Linked DNA regions of Mus musculus: all the other regions are linked to region 1. The links are chromatin contacts, called in public HiChIP or PLAC-seq maps. All regions are on one chromosome and are shown on one strand. Each heading gives the region's core, a stretch centred on a gene start, on an enhancer-like site or on the middle of the called end of the contact. The rest is flanking DNA. Distances are from core to core; before and after follow the strand shown.

What was found. HiChIP or PLAC-seq counts read pairs in DNA pulled down with a chosen protein or histone mark.
Region 2: an H3K4me3 HiChIP or PLAC-seq map of forebrain shows a contact between it and region 1, with 4 times the contacts expected there. The contact joins the enhancer-like site here to the promoter of Myt1l in region 1. A contact is called at or near these places in 2 of 39 promoter capture datasets (embryonic stem cells and liver), 2 of 484 Hi-C or Micro-C datasets (the N1E-115 cell line and forebrain), 11 of 115 datasets of contacts at active chromatin or transcription factors (SST interneurons, VIP interneurons, astrocytes and 8 more) and 2 of 9 other capture datasets (adipose tissue and liver).
Region 3: a contact with region 1 is called in an H3K27ac HiChIP or PLAC-seq map of VIP interneurons, with 4 times the contacts expected there. The contact joins the enhancer-like site here to the promoter of Myt1l in region 1. A contact is called at or near these places in 5 of 39 promoter capture datasets (the 3T3-L1 cell line, the C10 cell line, frontonasal cranial neural crest and 2 more), 9 of 484 Hi-C or Micro-C datasets (the N1E-115 cell line, brain, cerebellar granule neurons and 3 more), 7 of 115 datasets of contacts at active chromatin or transcription factors (SST interneurons, VIP interneurons, embryonic forebrain and 4 more) and 2 of 9 other capture datasets (liver and pancreatic islet).

The regions. Positions count from the first base shown.
Region 1 is chr12:29,526,841-29,530,069 of GRCm38.p6, reverse strand. It overlaps Myt1l (myelin transcription factor 1-like), which reads right to left and starts at 1,686. Exons shown (of 25, transcript NM_001093775.1): 1 at 1,274-1,686. It overlaps Gm20208 (a long non-coding RNA gene), which reads left to right. Exons shown (of 4, transcript XR_381405.4): 2 at 1,830-2,004; 3 at 2,247-2,598; 4 at 2,936-3,112.
Region 2 is chr12:29,256,822-29,260,092 of GRCm38.p6, reverse strand. The region is part of intron 1 of Gm31569 (a long non-coding RNA gene); the gene reads right to left. Among named protein-coding and RNA genes, the nearest start is that of Gm31569, 53 kb to the right of the region's middle. Within about 2 kb of position 1,707, at least 79 of the 459 cell types and tissues checked have an H3K27ac peak or open chromatin away from gene starts, as enhancers often do. A contact at or near this core is called in the N1E-115 cell line, SST interneurons, VIP interneurons and 3 more, where this site is marked.
Region 3 is chr12:29,119,824-29,123,128 of GRCm38.p6, reverse strand. No RefSeq gene overlaps it. Among named protein-coding and RNA genes, the nearest start is that of Gm31333, 20 kb to the left of the region's middle. Within about 2 kb of position 1,643, at least 12 of the 459 cell types and tissues checked have an H3K27ac peak or open chromatin away from gene starts, as enhancers often do. A contact at or near this core is called in VIP interneurons, where this site is marked.

The sequences.
Region 1 (3,229 bases), core at 437-2,936:
AAGAGTTTTTAAAAGTGTATCAACATACAAACACCCCTGCAGTGGTCTACCATAAACAAATATTACAATAAATAAAATGTAATAGTGAAGCATAACTTTAAGGAGAGTTTCAACCAAATGACTTACTATACTACACTGAAGCAATTCAATCATTTATGCTCCTTTGGGTCAATTGAGGAAGGAAAGACAATAAAGTTCTTTGAGGCGGATGCATGCTGCACACTTGTATTTAAAATGCACCATTAGTACTTTGGGTTCATAGTTTGGGGTAGACTAAAAGTTAATCTTATAATATTGTTTTCAAAAGGAATTTTGAATAAAATACTTCCATTTTTAGAGTAAACATGTCTATCTACATGTAAAATATACCTGACTTTCTCACTTCAAAAGCTGCATCTCTTTTATAAAGTTAAACAATTAGAAAGACTCTCTCATGCTTGTGAAAGTGTTATGGGAGCTTTTGTTTGTGGTGTTAGCAAAAAGTATAAACACTTGAACAAAAGAGTTGTTAAACAAATCACTTTATCCCAATTAAATTAACAACATCATGATTGATAGCATATATAGTTTCAAGATATAAGAAATTTGTCGTGATTAAATTAACGCTCTGGTCAAACTCTACTGTATATTTTGTATATTTCACACTCAGGTGAATATTTATATTATTTATTATTTATTCAGATCTACCTGGAAAGTAGAGTGTGAAGACTCAACTTTTTGCTTATGAGGTGATTTTTAAAAAACCATATTCTGCTAGAACTTAGGTGCTGTTTTGTTTTTATGAACTTCAAACATTGAGGTTATTGTTTAAAATCTTTATTTGAGTTTATCAGTTTTATAAACATCAACAAACTTTCTTTCTATAATTAGACCAAGACAACAGTGCCTCAGGAGTAGCTAACATTCCCACAGCCCTTGCTTAAAATCCCTCCTTGTTTGTAAAGTGAAGTTAGCCACTCTCAGGAAGTTACTTCAGCCCAAATCACCGACCTCCAGACATGCAGTAAGTTTTTCGGTTTTCTCATTTTTTTTTATTTCTTTTTATAAACAAAAATCATTGTTCAGGCATGCAATCTATTACCCATTTTTGCTCTAAAGACCAGCTTCTGAGGACTGAAGACCTGTACCTCAGGAACCTCTCAGCCACCAGCCACGCTATAAAAATAACTTTAAAAAGGAACGAACAATAGGTCTGCAGCAGAAGCCATGAGCTACAGCAAAAACAGATCCTGACCCCTGAGTCCAAAGAATTAACCTAACGAGCATCACGTACCTCACACCATGACCACACCGCTCACAAGTGACGGCAAGTTCAATTTTGGTAACTGTGCTGGCTCAAAACACACAGAAAGAAAGAGAAAACCCTTTCCCCCACAAGTGGGAGGCCGAGGAGGACCACGCATAGCACCGAGAGGCAGGGAAGGTTGCTTTTGTCTTCAGCAGCATTGATTTCATAACCCACAGTCCAGGGAATCAAAAAATTGAAATACACCCACCAACAATGGGTGAGAAACCAGGAGGCCTCCAAGAAGACTGCAGGGAGAAGCTTTCTCGCTCTGTTTTGTGTGCAGTAGCTTAGGGGGAAAATGTCGCGCGGGCAGGAATGACACATGCAGCAGGAGAGGCTAGCGGGCCTAAGAGATCTGCTTTACCTCCACAGCCAGCCCCTAATGCACGCAGCTCCACTCATCCTCTCCTAGGCTTTTTTTTTTTTCCACTTTTTTTTTTCACGAGCTCCAAATCCCCGGCATATGACCTTCTGTTAAATAGATAAAAAAAAAATTGCTTATCAGTCATGCAAATGAGGCTGAATTCATTTTCCACAACAGATGGCCTCATAGATAATGATGATGGAAGAGAGAAAATTGAATGTCTCTCACAAGGTGGCCATGGCAACCGAGAGCAGAATAATATCAATAATAAGCTCACTGCATAATAAGGTTGTCAGTCCTACAAATCAAAGTCTGCAGCTAAATCAGGTATACCACCCCAGCTAGTTACCAGGTATGTATGTGTATGTGTGTGTGTGTGTGTGTGTGTGTGTGTGTGTGTGTGTGTGTGTGTGTGTGTGTGTGTGTGTGTGCATCTATGTATACGCTGACCATGAGAATAACCAGCAGTCCAAGCCACTTAATGTCCAGGGGTGGGGTTGGGGGGGGGCGTAGTTGCTAGATAATGAAATGACGATCCTACAATTTGACAGTTTTTTCTTTTCTTTTCTCTTTCTTTCATTATATTTTCTGCAGTAGCAGATACGGTTTCATGAAGGACCGGCTAACTAGCCATATTGAACTGTGGAGTGAGCCTGTGGGTGAGCTCCCCTCCCGCTAGCCTCCTCCTCACTCTCCCCTCTGTGTGCCCTGCTGCATCCTGCCTAGATGCAAGAGCAGCTCACCCGCCGCCGGAGGCTTCCACCTTGGCTCCCAGGGGGACATCCTGCAAAATGAATCAGCAGCCATCCTGAGCAGGCTGATTAAAATGAAAATGGCAAGGCACATGTCTGGGCGGAACTGGAGCTCGGCTTTGTTGCCTGTCTGACAAGCACGCTCAATATAGCTCTTGCTAATAATGGCTTACTGCCTTTCGGTTTTTAAAAAGGTATCACCCTTTCCTCTTAACCGACTGCTACTCGCGTGTGTGTGTGTGTGTGTGCACGCGCGCGCGCGCGAGCGCGCGTGTGCTTCACATGTGTGTGCCACGGGGGTTGTGGGGGGACGGATTGCTCGATTCTAATTTTCCACTGCTCACATGCAGACAGCCCGCCTGACAACGCTGTTATTTTAAAACTGAACTTAGTTGTCTTTCTTCTGAGGAAAGTGATGGTTAAGTCTTGGATGTGATGTGGAGGTTGACAAAAACAGGGATTTCTAGCCCAAGCCTTAGCCACAGAGCTGGGGGGAGGGGGTCATCTAATGCTTGCCTCTTTGGCTCACAGCCCAAAGCTAGAAGCAGCCCAGGTGAAGCCTGCTCCTGCTTGAAGCTTTTCTACCAGACTGTCTCCATTCTCCGGATCTCATGCAGCATACAGTCTGAACATGGGAAAATAGAAGCCACTGAATGCTGCAGTTGGACAAAGTTTATTGCAAATAAATCTCATTTCTTTTCAAAAATTCCCAGGTGTAACTTGAAAATCCCTTTTTTATAAACCATATTTTTAAATATCTATATCAAAAATTTCAGGTTTTCTTTTTTAAGACATTGGGACATTAAATCATTTCATCTCTCTTCC
Region 2 (3,271 bases), core at 458-2,957, 270 kb after region 1:
TATAATAAATATAACCATGGTTCATAAATATAACCAGTAAAATGGCCAAAAACCAAAGAATTAAAAGATTTAAAAAAAAGCCAATTAAAAGTCCCATTTGGACTCATGGGAGCAGACTAAATGCATCTGGCACTATGGGAGTGGTCAGGAAGCTTTGGGGACTAGGGACATGCTACAGTAGGAGATGAAAGTCTCTCATAGATTCATGTGTTGAACCCTGGGAGCCACCTGGTGGTGCTATTTGTGGGGTCCTGCAAACTTTAGGGTGTAGGATCTAACTGGAGGAAGCAGGCTGAAGAATAGGTGTGCCTTTGAACCAGTTCCTCCTCTCCACCTCTGTGTCTATGGTTCCTGTCTGCCCTGTGGTACAGGGGCCCCTCTACTGCATGCTTTTACCAACAATGACGCTCGGCTCAAGGGGGTAAAGCCAAGCACTTATGGGTTGGACCTTCTGAAAGTATGATATACAATGAGTGCTTCTTTGTTTAAGCTGTTTTCTCAAGTGTTTGGCCTCCACTCTATACAGATAAAAGAATAAATAACACCATACATGAAGACAGAAGTCATCGGAACAAAGGCCTACCGTAACCTTCATCTCTCTGGAATGAGATGACACATTATGTTGTGCTTTGTTTCCAAAACCATGTCCTGCATTTTCAAAATGTCAACCTGATTGTGTGTACTTAATGCGAAAAATAAACACATAAACACATGAAAGGGTTTTGCTTTCTCCCTACTAAGTGACTTGTAAGTATGCCTCTGAGATCTGATAAAGGCTTAGCAGCAAAGCCAAACATGGCCAGAGCTGGGGAATAGTCAGAGGTCTCTACTGCTATACAAAATGGTTGCTGCAGAGATCTCTGGATGCTGTTCAAGAAAACAAGCTCAAATCACGTTGGCTGTGCTGTGTGAGGCTCAAGAGTCAGAAGTGGGACTTGAGGACCCTCTGGCCCCTCATGCTAATGTCTGTGCCTCAGCTCAAGCCCAGGAACTCCAAAGAGCATCCACTCCCTGCTCATTGAGAGCGCTCTTCAAAAGTAGCCACACTACGGCACTTTAGACTTAAATGAAAGGAAGAACGAAGCTACGAAAAAAATGTGTTCACCGAGAGAACGGGTTTCAAAGAAAAACAAATACACTGAAGCAGTCCCATTACAAGAGGAGACATTACACCCCAAATAGGCAGTATTTATATTACCTTGATTGCTCAGATTGCTTCCATTTATAAAATGCACACACCATGTAAATCACATCTGCCTTCCACACAACTCCAAGTGGAGTGGGGCTGGCTCTTATCTGCCCTTGACAGAGGTGGCAACTGACCCACAGAGCAGCAACTGCCCACCAGGGGCCCTGACTTTTGTGTCCTCCAGGTGGCAAGGTGATAAACCTGAAGCCCTTGCCTGAGACTGCTGGTGCTGGGCTAACAGCTAACAGATAAGGGAAGTCCTGTGCTCCTCCCAACAGCCAGGCCTGGGAGCAGTTCATCTTGTGCTCTCCATCCCCCAAGATTGGATTTGGCATTTTTAAACCCTCAGATTATAGCCTCTCACGGCCGAGTCTGGGGTTTATGAGAAAATGGATCTGAAGCCGGCAGCCTGTGCATGGGAGAAACCTCTCCAGAAAGGCCAACCTTTTCCTCTGTGCCTCCATCGACCAGGGTTGCAAATGCCTCCCCTGGTGGGGCCAGCCAGCCTGCCCGCCTGCCTGCAGCCTCAGTGCTTTGGAAGGCTGCCAGCCCTCTGCTGCTGTTTAACACTTTGTGGGAGGCAGCTCCTAACACTGGTTCGGGCAATTTTTTTTTTTTTTTTTTTTTTTTTTTTTTTTTTGGAAGAAAGGATCGATGAGTCTGGAGGGGAAATGCGAAACACATTTGGAGTTAGCGGCGAAGAGAGGTGTGGTTTGAAGAGCTGCGTGATACGCTGTGCATACAAGAAATTAACATTCGGAGACCTGGAGAGAGGGTTAAGGAATCTTGCAGGTATATGTGCTAGTCTGTGCCTCTGACCTGCCAACTAAATCAAGCCCTGCTTCACAGATGCCCCATTGCAGCTCGCCTCTGACTCTTCATGCTTTGTTTCTGCACCTCACACTAAGGTGACCTTAAGGTCCTGAAGTTAGTGGGAAGTCTGTACTCTGACCTTTGGCCATAGACCTATCCACACAGTCCATAGAGACTCTGCTGTTGTCTCGGGATGCCTGCATCTGCAGTAGCTGTCAGCCAGTCTACTTCCCTTCCTAGTGCCCGCACTGCTGGACTCCACATTATGCAGTCCCATTCAGCCATTTTCTCCTGAACAATGGCTGAGTCTTGGATGCTGGTTTTAATCCTCATAGATTTCTGACAGATGATAAAGAATTCGAATCTCACAGTGACACACGGCCCAGGGAAACAGCAACTAGACCACAGACTCTGTACTCTACTCTGTGTGCCTTGCACAGCCCCTCTCAGCCTCAGTCTCCTGTACCCTCCAGGATGCCGACCCAGCTAGTGTTTCTGCTGGGAGGCATCTGCACTTCCTTCGATAAAACTACTGCAGCTTCAGCCTCCTCCCTCCATTGCTTTGAGGCTGGGTTCTAGCCCTGGGGCAATGCTTCACCCCATCACCCCTCCCGAGGCAAACCCCAGCCCTGTTCAGACCTTAATGAGTCCTTCTGGTGCTTTCTGTCTGGAAAGCCCTGTGTGCTTCCCATATGGCCAGTACATGCCAGGGTAAAGAACATGAGCAATTTTAGGACAGAGGGCCTGATTTCTAGCTGGACATGCTGACATCCAATGAGCCACTCCATCTTCCAGGTCTCAAAGGGAAAGGGCAATAAACTACCTCAAAGGGTCTTTAGAGTAGACTTGTTATCCTGCAGCTGAAAACACATGTGGTGGTTGCCATAGTGACAGCCATCGTCACAGTAAACGTGTTTCCAGGCTCTCTGCCCTTAGATGTCTTTCACATCCCTGACTGCCCTTCTGTATGAACCCCTGACCCCTCATGATCAATGTATGACCATCCAGAGTCTCCTGCTCCCCTTCCCTAGAACCTCTTACCCTGAGCCCACTGGAGAGACCCTTATCTACTTCACTGTGCTGCTAGCTGTGGGGTCAAGTGTGGGGAGGTGACTTCAGTAACACAGCACCTTGGAGAAGGTCAGGCTCTGGAGTTGTTCTAAGGAGACAGAGACGCTATCTTCTCCAAGGCACTGGCTACATGACATGGAGTAAGACATGGAGTGAGACTCACAGCTGCAGCCGGTGGTGGGACTATGCATGTCATGT
Region 3 (3,305 bases), core at 394-2,893, 410 kb after region 1:
ACTGAGACAGAAGCTGACCACAGGGAGAAAAATCACCAAGTTGGAGTCTAAGCCTGGTAGTGAGGCACAGAAACTTTGGATAGACTACAGGGTAGAGAGCTGTGGAGATGGCAAACAGAAGGGACCCTGGGCAGAGGGGGGATTATGGAAGGGAAAGAGGTATCAAGTAGCTGGGATCTAGGGAGCACCAACTTTCAGCTGCTTCGTAAGAGCACCTTCCTTCTCATACTGTGTAGGCCTAGACACTGAACAAAGACCAGTGGTCTTCACACCTGCAGCTACAACCATGAATACCTGGGCCCGCCATGATCCCCAGGTCACCAGGCCTAGGCCCAGTGCTACAGGCAACACTACAAGGGCAAAGCTCTTGGCAAGAACAGATGTGGTCTCCCTCTGCTTCCTCCACCCCTCACCACTGGCCGCCGAGGAGCCTGCAGACCTGAAGGGTGTCTCAGAGCTGTCTGCACCCCACCCCAGAGCTGCTGCTTTCTAATTCTCTCCCTTCCTTCTCCCTCTCTACTTGCCGCCATCTTTGACCCTCTTGCCCCCTCCCCTTCTCCTTCTCTTTCCCCCCATCCCTCAATCTGCTCTGGTCTTCAGAGAGCCATGCCCCCAAAGACCTTGTATTCATTGATTGCTTGTCTCCCTAACCACAGTGCTCTAGGGGTGAACAGAAAGGCTGCTGTTGGTGGTGGTTTAGAGCATCCTTAACAATTGATGGCTGCCGGAGACAGAAAGACATTTCCTTTGGTGTCTTCGAGCTACAGATTGGCGCTCAGGCTTCTGTAACTCTTGCTACACATACATACATTCTGATACACATACATGTGTGAGCATACATGCACACACAAACAGGTACACACGCACAGTGGGATAAGTAGGATGGAGAATAGCTCAGAATAGGGAGGAGATCTGAAAGACTGGGAAGGAGGCAAGAGGAAGGGACAGCAGGAGATGTGATCAAAGTATATACATGTATGAAAATATAGTGACATCCATGATACACTTAATGTACACTAATAAAAACATAAACACATAAAAATTAAAAAGCATCCTAAAGGGCAGATAGAGCCAAGACCTGCAAGTGCTAAGGAGGACTGGGGTGCAGGCCACCTTCCTTCAGAAGTGAGGAGACCTCCAGTGTCTTACACAGGTCAGTACATGTGGGCTCAGGCTCCAGATGAGTGTTCCTGCGTTGCTGGACTGCTCTTGAAATGCTTCAGATGTTCCTAGAATACTCAATCCTTAAAACACCCATGTTCATTGTCTAGGAGGCTGGTGGCCAGTGTGCATGAAGACTGGAAACTTCACTTTCAGGACAGGCACCAATAGGAGTCTCAACCCAGCAGTGTCAAAACCTTCTATGCTGCTAGCCCGAGAGAAGAGCCAAGGGTGTGCATACAGGATCTCCACCAATGCCCTGGGCACCCTTGCTCCTGGAAAGATATTGTGTTCCCGTGTAATCTAGCTTCATGTAGGGAGCAAGTTCTGGGCAATTCTGATGCCCGTCTTCCCCCTTCACTCCTCACTGTGAGGCAATGGCCCCATTCCTCTCTCGGGACTCCCTTCAGTCCCCAGTGTGTCAGCATAGAAGCCTGACCAGCTGCCTGTATGTCACTACAAGGAGCTTGAAATTGCTGTGGGTCTCTCCTGTCCCCTGAGCCACCCCTCCTCCACAAGGCCTGCATACAGCAGCAGGTGCTTGGACAAGCCCTGCTAAGTGAGCTAATTATTTCAGGATTTCTGTAATCCACAGACCCAGACATTACCCTTTGTTGTTTTGAAGGGGATTTGGAGATATTCAGGGACCTCTCTGAACAAAATTACGAAGTCAGTGTTGATGCCAGTACTGATGCCGCTGTGGACCTGGGTACCCTCCCTCTCCATCAGTAAGCCTCCCTCCCCCAGGGCTCCTGTCAATTCCAGCCAAATTCACTGCTAACAGCTCTTGTTGCTATGCAGTGCAGGGGCCCTTCATTTTAATGAACCCAGGCTTTAATAGAAGTAAGACTGGATATGCGCGAGGACCTCTCAGACTCCATCACCTGGACAAAGAGACTTTTAAAGGGGGAAGTCATTAATCAGAGTAGACAGGTCTCCATCTCAATCGAGAAGCCCAGACTCTACTTCCTAGTTACACTTTGAAATTTTTCACTTGTGGGCTTGATTGTATGAGTATCAGGGTATGTGCCTGACAGCCTGAGAACTGAATTTCTCAAGGGCTTCTTTGATTCCAAGTTCATCTGGGACTGGACCACAGAGACTGAAGACCCCACCTCATTTTAGGACCAGTTCACAATCAGGTCATTCATTCTATGAGGACATCTAACTGGCTGGTTCCACCTTAACTATGACTCATGGAAATATCATCAGAATTATTTCTAAATATGGAACCATGGGATCTCAGTCTTCTTTCTCTCCTCTCTCTCCCTTCCTATTCCCCATCCCCAGTTCCCTAGGACTCTCCAAACTCAGGAACACCCCAAGTGAGTCTTGGCTGCCAGATACCTCTCTCAGGCTACATATCTATGGGGCATAGAGGGATTCTCACTCAGTCTGCCCCTATCCTCCCTGGACAGGGGTGGAGGGTGGGAGTGGGGATTAGGGTAGACATTAATATAAACATGTCCAAAAGTACATGCTGTTGTCCTCCCTGCCAGTGTCCATTTGGACATTGCAAAAGTCATCAGCTGAGATGTGATTGTGATGAGTCCTAATCCACAGTATCTGTGTGTTTAGAGTAAAGACATCATGCTAGGAAGAGAGGATGGTGTGAGGATAGACATTCAGACATCCCGGAAGACACAGAGTAGAGACAGAGCCACATTGTCTCATCCATGGTATTCTAGACCTAGAAGAAGAGGCAGGCTCCCTTAGAACCCTGCAGTTGCCTTGATTTAAATTCCTGAAATCCAGAGCCCTTAGAGATCAGCTATTGGTTACTCGGAGCCCCCAAATGTTTTTCCTGAGGCAGTGATAGGGATTCTAGAAGGCCTCTGTTAGGCTAGACTTGTAATGGGAAAATGAAGTCCTGTCCATCTATGGAAGACACACTCCAAAACCCCAGTGGATGCTGGCATGAAGGCTAACACTAAACTCTGCATGCACAGTCACACCCCAGGATCCACAGGATTAATTTTGCTAGTATTGAGGGATGGAGGCTAGAGCTATTGGTTAGGAGGATTGGTTCTGGAGCCCTCCATAACTACTGAATTCTGTCATTATTCATGTCCCTCATGTGAAATGGAATAGGATAATTATAAAAGTATACTGCCTTACAGTATCTAAAACATGGGACTTTCCAC